Linked DNA regions of Mus musculus: region 2 is linked to region 1. The links are chromatin contacts, called in public HiCAR-type maps. All regions are on one chromosome and are shown on one strand. Each heading gives the region's core, a stretch centred on a gene start, on an enhancer-like site or on the middle of the called end of the contact. The rest is flanking DNA. Distances are from core to core; before and after follow the strand shown. Region 1 overlaps Hs3st5 (heparan sulfate (glucosamine) 3-O-sulfotransferase 5). Region 2 has its middle 51 kb from the start of Hdac2.

The links. HiCAR-type assays count read pairs that join an accessible place to other places.
Region 2: a contact with region 1 is called in a HiCAR-type map of embryonic stem cells, with 5 times the contacts expected there. The contact joins two enhancer-like sites. A contact is called at or near these places in 1 of 484 Hi-C or Micro-C datasets (granulosa cells) and 1 of 115 datasets of contacts at active chromatin or transcription factors (embryonic stem cells).

The regions. Positions count from the first base shown.
Region 1 is chr10:36,544,620-36,551,407 of GRCm38.p6, forward strand. The region is part of intron 1 of Hs3st5 (heparan sulfate (glucosamine) 3-O-sulfotransferase 5); the gene reads left to right. Among named protein-coding and RNA genes, the nearest start is that of Hs3st5, 41 kb to the left of the region's middle. Within about 2 kb of position 3,257, at least 7 of the 459 cell types and tissues checked have an H3K27ac peak or open chromatin away from gene starts, as enhancers often do. A contact at or near this core is called in embryonic stem cells, where this site is marked.
Region 2 is chr10:36,919,898-36,926,685 of GRCm38.p6, forward strand. No RefSeq gene overlaps it. Among named protein-coding and RNA genes, the nearest start is that of Hdac2, 51 kb to the right of the region's middle. Within about 2 kb of position 3,999, at least 4 of the 459 cell types and tissues checked have an H3K27ac peak or open chromatin away from gene starts, as enhancers often do. A contact at or near this core is called in embryonic stem cells, where this site is marked.

The sequences.
Region 1 (6,788 bases), core at 2,007-4,506:
TAATACTCAATAGATATTTATGTGAGGAAAAAAAGTAAGTCCAGTTGTAATACACGTTCTTCAAATGTGACCCTCTTCACTATTCTCATAAAAGAAAGAATAATAGTGTTGATATGATTTAAGCACTGACCATAGTACTATGTAGCCACAGGCATCCTGTAACAATCAGAAAGATGTCCTAGCCAACTTAGATCTAGACCTGCACTATGGATATAATAGAATACGTGGGCTTAGGAATCAAAATATAGAATTTTCTCTCAGAACCCACAATCTTAATTTCAACTTCCTATATCAACAAGCATAGAAGTGTAATTGGCATTTCCTGATAATGTCCCTTGCTTAACAAGTATGGAATATGTTTATTCTGCTCTTGCTACTTCAGCTAATTGTATACAGGTTTCCCATATCCTTCCCCCAGTCTGCAACAGCTCCTACTGCTACCTGTTCTTTGGTGGTCAGAAATAGGTTTCAGGAGGAATGAAGAGATTTTTAAAATGAAGCAAAGAAGCAATTTTATCTTATGTTTCACAGGCAGGGCATGGGTGTTGAGCATTCAGGATGATGATTTCTAGCAAACTCAGAAACAGATAAGGACTATCAGGTCTCTGACTCGGATTCCCATGTTATAAATCATTTATTACATTTTTATTTACACTAGATTTCTGAATAAAACTTGGCACATTTTTAGCAGTTACCTCTTTGTCTTCTAGGGTTAAATGAGACTATTTAGTCTATAATCATTTTTATGGTTATATGATTAATAGTGAACATATAGGGGAAAACTTTCAAAGTATGGCCCATAGACTCCTGATTACCTCTAGTCACTAGCCAGAGATTCTTAAAAGACAAAGCTATTTTTTTTCTTTTCATTACATTGCTATTTGCATGATTGGGACAAAACTCATTTGTGAGTTGCTCCAAACTGATTGTCATGCATTCATACTGAGAAGAGAGTAGAAGGAGACAACTTTACCTAGGAATGTAATGAAAGAGTACAAGTTACTAACTATATTATCAACCCTTGAATATGCTTTTATTAATACACTATGTACTGAAATCGAGTATACATACAAAACATTTGTTCTGCATACACCAATACAAATATTTTCTTGAGAGAAAGGCTCAGGTGGATTATTTGAGTTGCTAGCTGAACTAGCCACATTTTCATTGTACTAGTTATTTTACTGTAAAAAAAAAGGATTAGCATTGTAGCATCATTCATACTTAGCTATTTTACAGATATTTTGTCAAGAAATGATCAAAGTTGATAATATTTGTTTATATAGGGTTCCAGATTTCAAGAAAAAGTACTAGAAAAAAATCTATGCTTATGACACCATTAGTGTGACAGCTTTTCTGATGAAGTAACTGGTTGTATTAATAAATGTGAATTTTGAATAAAGAAATGTGTCAACAGGTAGAAAATCTTCAGAAATAACACCAGTACTTTGTAAGAGTCCAATGCATTACTTTATAATTTATGCTTGCTAAAACTCCATTCAAAGTGAAAAATAGGTCAATATATTTTAATATGCTGGAGTTGATTGATATAGTTTCAGATTCCACATTACAACTACCCTTTAAGACACTATTGCTTGTCAACTTTTGCTGTAGTAGAAAGAATGATGCTCAAAATTACATGAAAGGTATTAAATCACTCTTTCCTTTTCCACTTGCAGAATTATGTGAGCTCAATTTTTTATTTCTCTACCAACACAAATGTAATGTTAGAACACACCGACTACTGAGGCATTTATGACAGATTGTGAATAAGCCATATATGTGTTAAGTAGATTTGTAAGCATATAAAATAGTAGATACCTTCCTAACTTCCTACACTTTTACGCTTTGAATTTTTTTGTAATTATTTTTGCAATATTATTATTGATGATAACATATAATAAAAGATTCATTATTTTTTAAAGATGTAAGTTATACAGGTTTAAATGTCTATCATCATAGGAATGATTGATAATACCTATAAAATCAAAAACATTTTTAAAAAATTATCTTTTTTTTTAAAGTTCAGTTGTTATCCCTCTTGCAGACTGCCCTCTGACAGTTCCTCATTCCCCCCCCCCCCCCAGCCCTCCATCCTCGTCTCCAGGAAGATGTCCCACCCCCCTTGAGAATTAATGATTACAGACCATTTAGTGTGTGCTATGGAGGAAGGTACTCAAATCTAAAATAAATCACCACTAGCCACTAGAGGGCGCATTCATTTTATATAAATGTATAGTGGAGAGGCAATAAAATTGACCTATAAGGATGCCACATTTTATTAGTAGGCCAATATTGTACCTAAGAATCCATTCACTAAAGACAAGACTGAAGAAAACACAAGTCCTTAACATATGATGCCATGTGAAAAGAAGTCATCATGTATTCCTCTGATTGCATCCTTATCCATACCATATCAGAATGGTGGTTTTGTTTTTGTTTTTGTTTTTGTTTTTGTTTTTCATTTTACTGACTTTTGTGTAACTGCTGATTGAATGGATATCAGTCAGAAACACTTCTTAAATCTTGTGTTTTGCCCAGGGATTTTTATATCTGTTACATTAGAATGGCTATGCCTATGGATAGAATTGTTATTCAATAAGTTATTTTCTCTTTTCTGAAGCCAACAGAGAATCACATGTCTACTGAAGCCCAATCATTCCTGTTTTGTTTTGGTTTTAATTTTCCTTTAAAAGTTCCTTAAATTTCTTCCTTTCCTTTCTTTTCCTTTCCTTTCCTTTCCTTTCCTTTCCTTTCCTTTCCTTTCCTTTCCTTTCCTTTCCTTTCCTTCCTTCCTTCCTTCCTTCCTTCCTTCCTTCCTTCCTTCCTTGCTACGTCCACTCCAGTGAAGTCTGCTTGGCAGGCCTAAAAGCCTGTAAGCAGTCACGAGGCGAGTTTCACGGAAACAGCCTCCTGGAACCTTGGCATTCCCATAGCTGTATACTCAAAACCTGTCCCTGCGTTAGTCTGGTGCATGGATCCATGTGCTCTCTTTCAGTATTGTTTTATTATAAGTGCCTTTTAGGATTGATTTTGACATATAGCTAAGCCTTTGCCTGTGTTCCAATGTCCTAGGCAGCCCTTGAAGCTGACCCTGAGCTTGGAATTCAGTAAGAATGTTACCAATTTGGTAACACTCAAATTTACTTCTAGTAGAGACAGTGAAAATAATCAGGCATTACAATTTACTTGACTAGAGCTTGAAAGCTCAGGGCTAGTCTGCATAGTAATTACTTAGGACAATAGCCGAATCACACCCAAACAGGAATACAAAATGGTCTAGGAAATGGGTGAGTTGTCACATGAAAGGGTTAGTAGAACTCCCTGGTCCAGGTTTTTTTTTCACTAGGCCCAGAGGAATAGCATAATCAGGTATTTACTAAAGAACCCCTGGTGGTGGGTTTAACAATAGACTAGCATTGCATCAGAGCATTCACCTGGCTCCTGTGTTTAGCAGATCTTTTTAATTAAGGATTGTTCCTATTCTCAGTGGTAAACATGGCCTGGCTCCACACCATCTTTTTATGTATGCATTCTTTTTTGTTTTGTGTCACTGTAACTTGGTGGATATGTTCGCCTGGCTTTCTTGTTTTTCTTCTGTATTAAAAGGCTGGTGTTCTTTAGGAGAAAATACATTCAGATTCAACACTCCCTTGTCTGGGTCTGTTTGTCAATTCTCACCGACTCTTTGTGCCCATCTGTCTGAAACCCTGATTCCACACGGATAGAGAGAGGCCAACTGGGCCCGATCCATCCGTGGCACTTCCTCCCTCCCTCCCTCTCTTCCTTCCTTCCTTCCTTCCTTCCTTCCTTCCTTCCTTCCTTCCTTCCTTCCTTCCCTCCTTCCCTCCCTTTCCTTCCTTCATTCCATCATTCCTTCTTTCTTTTCCTTTTTTTTTTTTAACATTTTTATATGTAAGTATCATTGTACTTTGCTTACACTGTTGTCTCCCCTTCTCCCTTGGTCCTCTTCCTAATTAGGAACGTTTTAAATAAGTTCAAACCTAATTCAGTAAGAGTAGTGTCAATGTTGTTGATCTATTGATAAGTTGAGAAAGTATGGCATGTTCTTCCTATGAATAATAAAGACAGTGTGACTTGGGCGTGAGATGAAGAATTGAGGCTGAAGATGCAGCCCAATGCTCTCATGGCAAAGAAGAGCATGAAAAGGGGACTGGAAAGAAGTTTTTGATCACTAAATCACTGAACTGAAGCTTACCCAGACTAATTTTTGTTTCCAGACACATATTGTACCCCAAATATCTGCTCCGTAATTTTTTTGTAAGAGTTTTCATTATTCCTCATTGCTTTTTGGATGGTTTAATGTATTTTAGCCTGGCATCTATGTATCTGAATTATTGTCCTATGTTTTACTTAAGTTGGAAGATGATTGATAGTTTAATTTTGCTTATAGCCACAGTGAAGAAATAAAGCCAGGTAACTCTATCATTTATAAACTTAAGCATGACCTTCGCTTAGTATTTCTCACATGCTGCCATAATCCATTGATCACTTAATAATCATTTTCTGTGGCTCCCAGCAGGCCTAGGTTACTCTTACCTTGAGACGACATTTTGAAGATTATGTTGACTAAAATGAGTGATCATTCTTATTACCTCATTTAACATATCACACATACACACACACACACATATGTGCTCATCTCCCATTAGATGAATACATACTTCTAAAGTATAGCCTTCAGGATGACACTTTGGCAGGAATAACTCAAAACCATTCTGAAAACTTCAAACACTGGCTAATATTGGAGAGAAAAGCAGCAGCAGACAGTGAGGTTTGCAGCTTGAATAGCCAACTTAGTGAGTCACTGATGATATGGAAAGCCAACAAAAATCTAATGAATACACAGTGTCGTTTTAACATTGGGAATGGTGTTTAATTATCCATGAGGCTGCTTTTTCCTTTAAAAGATCCTTTTATGTCCTTGACTGCCCTTCCATTCTCTTAAACTTGGCAGACATACTTAAGTGGTGGTGAGCAGATAGTCGCCTATGAGAGAGCTGTGTCATGGTCCTGGGAGACCTAGCTTATTCTAAATAGAGCCCCCAGGATGCGGTGGAGAACTCTGCCATATGCTCAGATTTTCTGGGATAGAAATGAGCAGGAGAGTCCTGAAACTGAGTTCAAGTTAAGGATTCAGCTCCAGATAGATAAGAAGTCATATAGTATAGGGAGAATAGAGAACGGCATATTCAGAATAAAGATGCCTTAAAAGTATACCAAAACCCTGAATACTGTGTTATTCTGCATTATTGGTGTTACCAAATATCTGATATAAAGGACTTAAAGATATAAAAGGTTCCTTTTGGCCTGTGTTCATAGGCAGAAGGCTGTTGCTTGTGGAGTGAGATGAGGAAATATATCATAGTGGAAAGATTTATCAGAATGAAGCTATTCGGAGCCTCATGGTGGTCAGGAATAAAAGGCAAGGAAGAAGATTTAGGGATGTATCCTTCAAAGGCATGGCTCCAGCCACCTATTTTCTCAAACTTATTCCTACCTCTAGCCAGCATTCAGGTAACATTAAGTGATTAAACATACAAATGTTTTCAGCATTGTTGGAAGCTATCAACTGCTCAGTAGCACTATCTGAGTGACCTTAAAACAAGAGCATTTTGAAGGACAGTTCACATTGTACCCATAACAGGTACCAAGACTAAATGCAGACTTTTTTACTCCTGGGAATAGGTCTCTTTGAATCACACATTCATTGTTCATCCTTAACTCTCATGGGCTGACTGAAAGCTTTTGACCACGAGTTCCCACCTGAGAAAATTAAAGCAACTTGTCCTCTTCTTTACCTCTCCCGAGTCCTGCTAATGCATATGTGCAACCTTCAGAATGAAGATGACTTTCCAAGGAAAATCTGACCAAACATATTAGGGTCCCTCATCCATATCTCTAAGTCCACTCAAGTTCATTATAAAGATTAATCATCATAATTCTCATTTATGAAACTAGAACATCAATATCCCAAATCTTATTAGATTGTGATGACTAACTGGGTATTATAGGAACATTGATTTTGGCTCTTCTGGCATGCAATAAACACCTGTGAGACTTGCACGATGAAGATGGTAGCATGGATTTTGTTCTGTTATAAAATTAACTTATGCAGAAAACTTACCAGGGCAGACTCTAGTAAATATTCTTCTCTATTTTTAAATGATTTCAGAAAAGGTAAAATAAAATGTACCTAGAATATTAACCCTACTAGACATCTACATCTGAAATAAAAGAATAAATCAAGATCAATCACATACTTCTATTTTATTAAGATATTTTCCTCTAAAAAAAAAGATAATTTATACCTTCTGACAAGGGGAAAATCACCTTAGTCAGTCTTTGTCACTTAATGTGTCTGATTTTAGTCATTAAATCAGCACACAAAGAGGGCTTGAGAGATGGTTCAGCAGCTGAGGACTGATTGCTCTTGCAAAGTATCTACGTACGTTTCCCAGTACCCATATCAAGTGGCTTAAACTCCAGTTCCAGGGCACCTTAATGCCTTCTACTAGAGTCCTGGCACCAATACACATGTGGTACACATAAACCCATCCAGACAGACACACACACAGACAAACAAACCATTTTCTAAACAACACACTAACTAATCAAAAGAGTTCTCAATTACTTTCAATTTCAATTGCTACTAATATTTTACTTAAGAAGGATAAGAGATAACACTGTCATGTAAGAGAATGAACTTTGTAAATAATCACACTTTTTAAATGAGTGATAGGAAGTCATAGAATCTTAATGTTTAT
Region 2 (6,788 bases), core at 2,749-5,248, 380 kb after region 1:
TGTGCCACAAAACCATACTTATCTCTCCTGGCTTTTTTGGTTTGGGAGGCTTCATGTTGTTTTCTGGTAGGATGTAGAGGTTTGAATGAGAATGTCCTTCATCTGCTCAGAGAATTGAATACTTGATCTCCAGTTGCTGGCACTGTTTGGGTAGGTTTAGAGGATGTGAAGTTGGTGAAAGGAAGTATGTCTCTGAGGGTGGCTACGCTCTGCTTCCTGCTTGTGGTTCAAAAGGTCAGCTATCAGCTTCTTGCTCCTGTTACTACGCGTCCACTCTGCCATCATGGACTCTAACCCACTGGAACCATAATCGCAAATAAACTCTTTCTCCTACAGGTCACCTTGCTCATGGTGCTTTATTGAAGCAATAGAAAAGGAGTTAACACACCGAATCGTAGGTAGCTAAGGCCAACCTCGAATTTTCTGTGTAACCAAGGATGACCATGAACTTCTGATCTCCCTATATCTGCCTCTTTATAACATGCCCAGTATATTAGGCACTGGGATCAAACTTAAGGTCTCATGCTTATTATTCAAGCACTCTACCAAGTGAGCTATAACCCTGACCCAAACTAATCTTACATTATTTCTTAATGTTTTAAAATTACATTTATATTTAGTTAGTTAGTGTCTTAGTTAGGATGTCATTTCTGTGAAGGTATACCATGACCACGACAACTCTTACAAAGGAAAATACTTAATTGGCACTGGCGTACAGCTTCAGATGTTCAATCCATTATCATCATTGTGGGAGGCATGGCAGCATGCAGGCATACATGGAGTAGCCAAGAGTTCTACATTTTTATCTGCAGGTAGCAGAAGAGGACTATGTTGCACACTAGGTAGAGCTTGAGCATGGGAAACCTGGGCAGACCTTGAGCACAGGAAACTTCAAACTCACCACCACACTGATGTACTTCCTCAAATAAGGTCACACCTACTCCAACAAGGCCACACCTCCTAATAGTACCATGCCCTGAGAGCCAAGCATTCAACAATTAGTTTATGGGAATCAAACCTATTCAAACGACCACAGTTAGTTAGTTAGTTAGTTAGTTAGTTAGTTAATTAGTTAGTTAACTAGCTGAGATCTATAGCATGCATGAGGAGGAAGAGGGCAACATTCAGGACTTGATTCTCTTTTTGTGAATTCTGGGGATAAACCTCAGATCAGCCTTGGCAGCAAGCACCTGTCCCCACTGACCCATCATATTGGCTATATATAACTTTTCCACAGATATATCATGTAGTTTCCTTCTTTTGCTTTGCCTGGACCATCAGTGTGCACCCAGCCTAAGATGTCTGGCTTCAATGTCTACCTGTCAAACTTCCAACAGTATTTCAGTGCCTTTCTCAAAGGTCATTCCCTCTTCTAGACTCTTTTTCTTTCTGTTTTACTTTGTGACTGTATTTGAGCATATGGCCTCACACTGTTTTATAGTTATTTATAAAAGTTTCATATCTGAACTACTGCAGAACCTTTTCCAGCACAATTATTTATTAATGCACTCCAAAATTGCCTTCACTTGTCTGGTAGCTATTTCATATTTTCATCACACATTGAGCTGTGTGGTCAATTTAAATCCTTAATGCCATAATACTTGAAGGTTTAGCCCAGAGCATCCGAGGACCTCATTGTCAGGCTGGTAAGGAAGTACAGGAGAGGGAACACACGGCAGTGAGCAGAGAAAAAGCTTAGAACTCGGCAATCATCCAGCAATACTGACCTGGGATTGACAGCACCTGTCTCTCAGTTAAATGATGCAGTACTATCCTTAATCCCTTAATTAATTTTTCTTGCTTTAAATTGTTTCTGACAATATTTATGTAAGTATAGAGTTACTTTTTTATTTAAAAAAAAATGGATGGATTTAAATGAGAAGGGAATGGCAGAGATTCTGATTTGCTTGACTTCCCCCTCTGTCTAGACAGTGAGAGGTGGAAAGGGGTATGGAGAATGAGCCCAGGGCTCTTAGGGCCCTGCAGACAGGTAAGGTATAGAGATCTTTGCTGCAGAGCCAGGCAAACCTGGGTTCTTGCCAGGCATTGCCATTTGCCAAAGGTAATTGGTGTTTGTTTGTTTTTTAATCTTCCTCTGATCTGTAAAATGAAGGAAAATGTTTCCTCTTTTTAAAAAAAAGATTCCTGAAAGTGTAAAATATACACCTGGTCTATGGAAAGCATTAAGTAGCAATTTTCCAGCAGGAGCAAAGGCTTGGTGAGCTGTGTGTCTCTAAGCCTAGGTAGGATTTCAAGTGGAATTGTGCCTCCTGGAGCCCCATACATCAGCAACTGAACCAAGACAGACAGCCAAATGTGTAGTTTAAAGCAGCAGGAGTTAGCCCAAATCAAATTTAGTTCCATAGTATAGCAGTAATCCAGTTCACTTCATAGCACAAAGAGGAAACACAGGCCTAGGGACTGGAGGATGCCTCAGTGGGTCAAGTGTTTGCTGTTGACGCTTGAGAAAAATGTTAGGACTGGAATTAGGACCTCCATCACCTGAGTAAAAACTGGGTGGCTGAGATGACCCACTGGTAATCCTATCCCTTGAGGGATAGAGGCCAGAGATTCCTAGAGCAAGTTGATTAGCTAGACTAACTGAATTAGTCTTCAAGGACAGACCCTGCTCTAGTATATAAGGTGGAGAGCAAGCAAGAAAGATACTCAATATTAATCTTTAACCTCCACATGCATATAGCTGCATGTGCACACAGTTACATGTGTACCTCACCATACACTCATACCACACATGCATACACACACACACACACACACACACACATACATACATACATGCTTACACATAGAAGGAGGAGGGAAAGAAGTATATGAAAAGGAGAAGGAGAGGGTAAAGGAAGAGAAGAAGAGAAAGAGGAAGAAGAGGAAGGAAGGAGGAGGCAGAGACATGGTGATGGAATGAATGGAGATCTCCGTCACCTATATTGAGTCACAAATATAGCTGTTCCCTCTGTGCACCCACTCATGCAACTAGGAGGGGTGATACGTGCCTTTAATTCTGGAGGCAGACTCAGGCAGACCTCTATATGCTGAAGGCCAGCTTGGTGTACATGATGAATTCCAGATCAGCCAGAATATGCTGTGAGACGCTATGAAGATGGGAAGGAAGGAAGGAAGGAAGGAAGGAAGGAAGGAAGGAAGGAAGGAAGGAAGACTTGCCTTCCTAGTAAGAGATCATTTTAAGATTGGTTTTCTTCCAGTGTGTCTGTATCAGTTATCATAAACTTTGCATCTATTGGACCTTATAGACAAAATTTAGCAGTCACTGTTGAGGGGCTCTAACAGGCCAAACCATGGCAAACACACACTCAAGCATGGGAAACATGGAGCCAAGAGTTTTTGCCTTTACCTTTCTTCGCCTCGCTTAACTATTAGATGACATTTCTAGAGCTAGCCACCAAGGTCTGTGGGAACTCAAAGGGAGCTGTGGAAAGGGGGAAGGGAGGATAGCCCATGCCCCACCAGAGTTCCTCCTATGCTCTGGGCAGGCGGATGCAGGAGGGCTGCCGGACGCTTTCCGCTCAGCCCGGGTGGGCATCTAAGCCACTGACCCCACTCTATGGGGGGGTGGGGGGTGAACAAGGGGCAGCCCCCAACCTGGGACCCCGGAGTGACACCCTGTAGCCCTGGAGTTATGGAAGAAAGGGATGAGGGAGAGAGGTTCCCACACAGGCAAGTGTCTGTGCAGCAGACCTTGAAGAACAGAGACAGTTTATGGTTTTAAAGCTTTATTATAGAAAGGCAGCAAGAAAGAGAGAGACCAGCCATAGGCAAGAGGAGAGAAAGGGGAAAAGGAGAGAGAGAGAAGAAAGGCTAGAGAGTAAGAGGGAGAGAGAGGAAGAGAGGAGAGAGGAGAAGACAAAGAGAGAGTGAGAGAGTGAGGTGGGGCCAAACAGCCCCTCTTAAAGTATGCTACTATCTTTCCTGTTGCTAGGTAACTGGGGAGGAGTCTAGCCTGAAGGTCAGAAGCTTGGGACATTGTCTACGTGACTAACCATGCTTCTCATGTGGGGGCTGAGGGGTGCGGTAACTTCAACAAGAGCCAGGGTCCAGGAGACATGAGAAAATGCCTTCCATCCAATGTAGGTGGATTATCATCACCAGGTCCCAGGGTTCATCTCAGCTCGACTGGAAACCAGACTGTCTGTGTATAGCTCAATGCCCCACAAAAGTCCATTCCCTTATTTGACCACTGACTTATTCCTGAGACTCATTACCAAGACCCAACTATCAAAACCCCAAGGTCCAGGAATCAAAATCCATTCTTTTGACTAACCTAATTAAAATACCCAATCAGAACTTAGCAACACAACCTAGTCCTAGCTCATTCTCTAAAAATTAACACTTGCAAAGCTAATTGCTGCCACTTTGTCTGCCCAATTCAGATTCAGCGCCCCCGCCCCTGTCTCTTTGCTAGCTTAATAATGGACCTTTTTGCATCTGTTTTGTGCTTAGTAATTTATATTTGGGAGTGGTCTGTACCTAATCCTGAGTCCAGTCAGAGTCATCCTAGAGTAGGCCAGGCTCTTCTACCAGGGCAGCCTGCCACTCCCCTCCAGAACATCCTGCAATGATTTCAGGATTTCAGAAAGTAAGCACCAGGATTAAGTCAAATGCCACAGTGCACAACTACAATACTTGGGATGTAGAAGCCGGAAGACTGCTGCAAGTTTGAGGCCAACCGAGCCTATATAGCAAGTTCCAAGCCAGCTAGGGCTGTTAAATGAGCCCCTATCTCTGATGGTGATGATGATGATGGTGATGATGGTGATGATGGTGATGATGATGGTGATGATGGTGATGATGATGGTGATGATGGTGATGATGGTGATGATGGTGGTATGATAATGATAGGCAGGAAGGGCAGGGTTCAGTTGCAATCAAAGGTAAACACCTGTGTGATTATTTGTGCTTTGTGGTTCCTGGCACCCCGTGTAGGACTTTGTACTTCATGGCACAGTATGATTCTAAGATTTATAATGCTGAACATTTTGTAAACTAGAGCAAGACACTGAATCAGTTAGCACTCTTGGGACTGCATCATAGATTCAGGCTTACAGGCTGTGTGTTTTCTGAAGAAATTACTTAACCTTTCATATCTCATCTGTAAAATTGGCATTACAACTGTCCTCACTCATGAAGAGTACATATGATAGTCAATGCCTGACATGACGTCTTCTCTTGGTACCTATGTGTAAGCATAGTGTGTCTTTACCCTCTATTAAATATGTTGAAGTTTTGGGAACGAGTGATAGATATTCATAACCTGTATACTGGATAAAACAAGATAATAGGCAAACCCCTCAGTATGTCTTACTTAAACCATAATCTTCCCTGGCAGACTATGTCCTTTCTTGACTTTGCAATCTTCTTGGCCATTTTAAGTATTTTTCAATCAATTGTTTTGAGGAAACTCTGAAGTACCATGTACATATCTGATAAAGGTCATCAAGTCTTGTATTATCTCTGTCATGTGGGTCTGAGCTTTCCCAGCCCTCATCCTTACCAACCCCCTACCCCAGACTCCACCCCTGCTTCCCTGCTGCAATGCTGTGGCTGAAAGCTGCATTTCTGGTGCACATAGACCACATTTCTGAGAACAGCCCTTACCTCACCTGGAAGGTGGAATTGGTCTGAACTAATTTGAGCTTCTCAGGATTTTTATGCACTGCAACAAATAAGACAATGGTGATTGGCCGATACTGTGGGGTAGAAAGCCATGCTGTCAGATGAATAGTCAAAAAAACAAACCAAGCAAACAAACAAATATAACCCAACAGCTTCTGAGTGGTAACCAACAACAGCTCCAGGACTGTAAGGGTCACACTGTCTCTGAGTGTAAGCCATTCTTGGTACGATAAACAGTTACAGAGGCTGAACTATGGCTCTTCTATGGCCATAGTTACTGTCCCAGGCTGGACCTGTGACCAAGAGTAGCCAAGAAACTGATAAAGGCATATACCTCACTGAACCTTTCTTTCTCCCACTACACATGCAAATAGAAGCTTGGTACCCAAGCTGATACACATTTTAAGGATGGGGCTAACTCTGGATGGAAAATAACCGATGTGTGATAAAGCTGTACAACTGCTGAACCTACCATCCCTGAAGCCCACCCCATCTATCCTAGATCCCCTGGTGCAAGGGTAATAACTGATATTAAGCAACTTCAGTATCGCTCGGTCCACTGTGTTCTAACTAACTCAGTCTTGCTCTATTTTATAAATTTTCTGACATTGTAATTCACAGAGTGCTTCTATACTGCAAGATATTACATACAGCTTTAGTAATTGGTGTTATGGGCCCCAGCACTCAGAAAATCATAAATGGAATTTTATGTTCTTCCTGGGTCCTTGTTAACCTTTCCATGGTGAATGAAAGCTGCTTTTAAAATGGACTGTTCTGCTTGCACCTCATTTTTATCCTTTGCATGTTGGTGTGATGGATGCACTTCTGTAAGTTATGGTAAATCTGGTGTTTGCACACACACACACACACACACACACACACACACACAATTATGAAATCTTAAAAACTTTTTAAAGTAGTTCCCTGGGGAATTCCAAAATAGCAAGTTCATAATTACTATATAAAAAATTTTCATTTCAGAGAACTCAAAAACTATGTGAACATGTGACACTCAGAGCTTACAAAACGGCCTGTGGTTATTTGTACTAGTTTCTGTGGTGTATCCATTTTGAATGTGTTAAACCCAGCTACCACAGGTGGACAAAAGCCAAGGCGGCCACCTGTGTCAGCTGGTCATT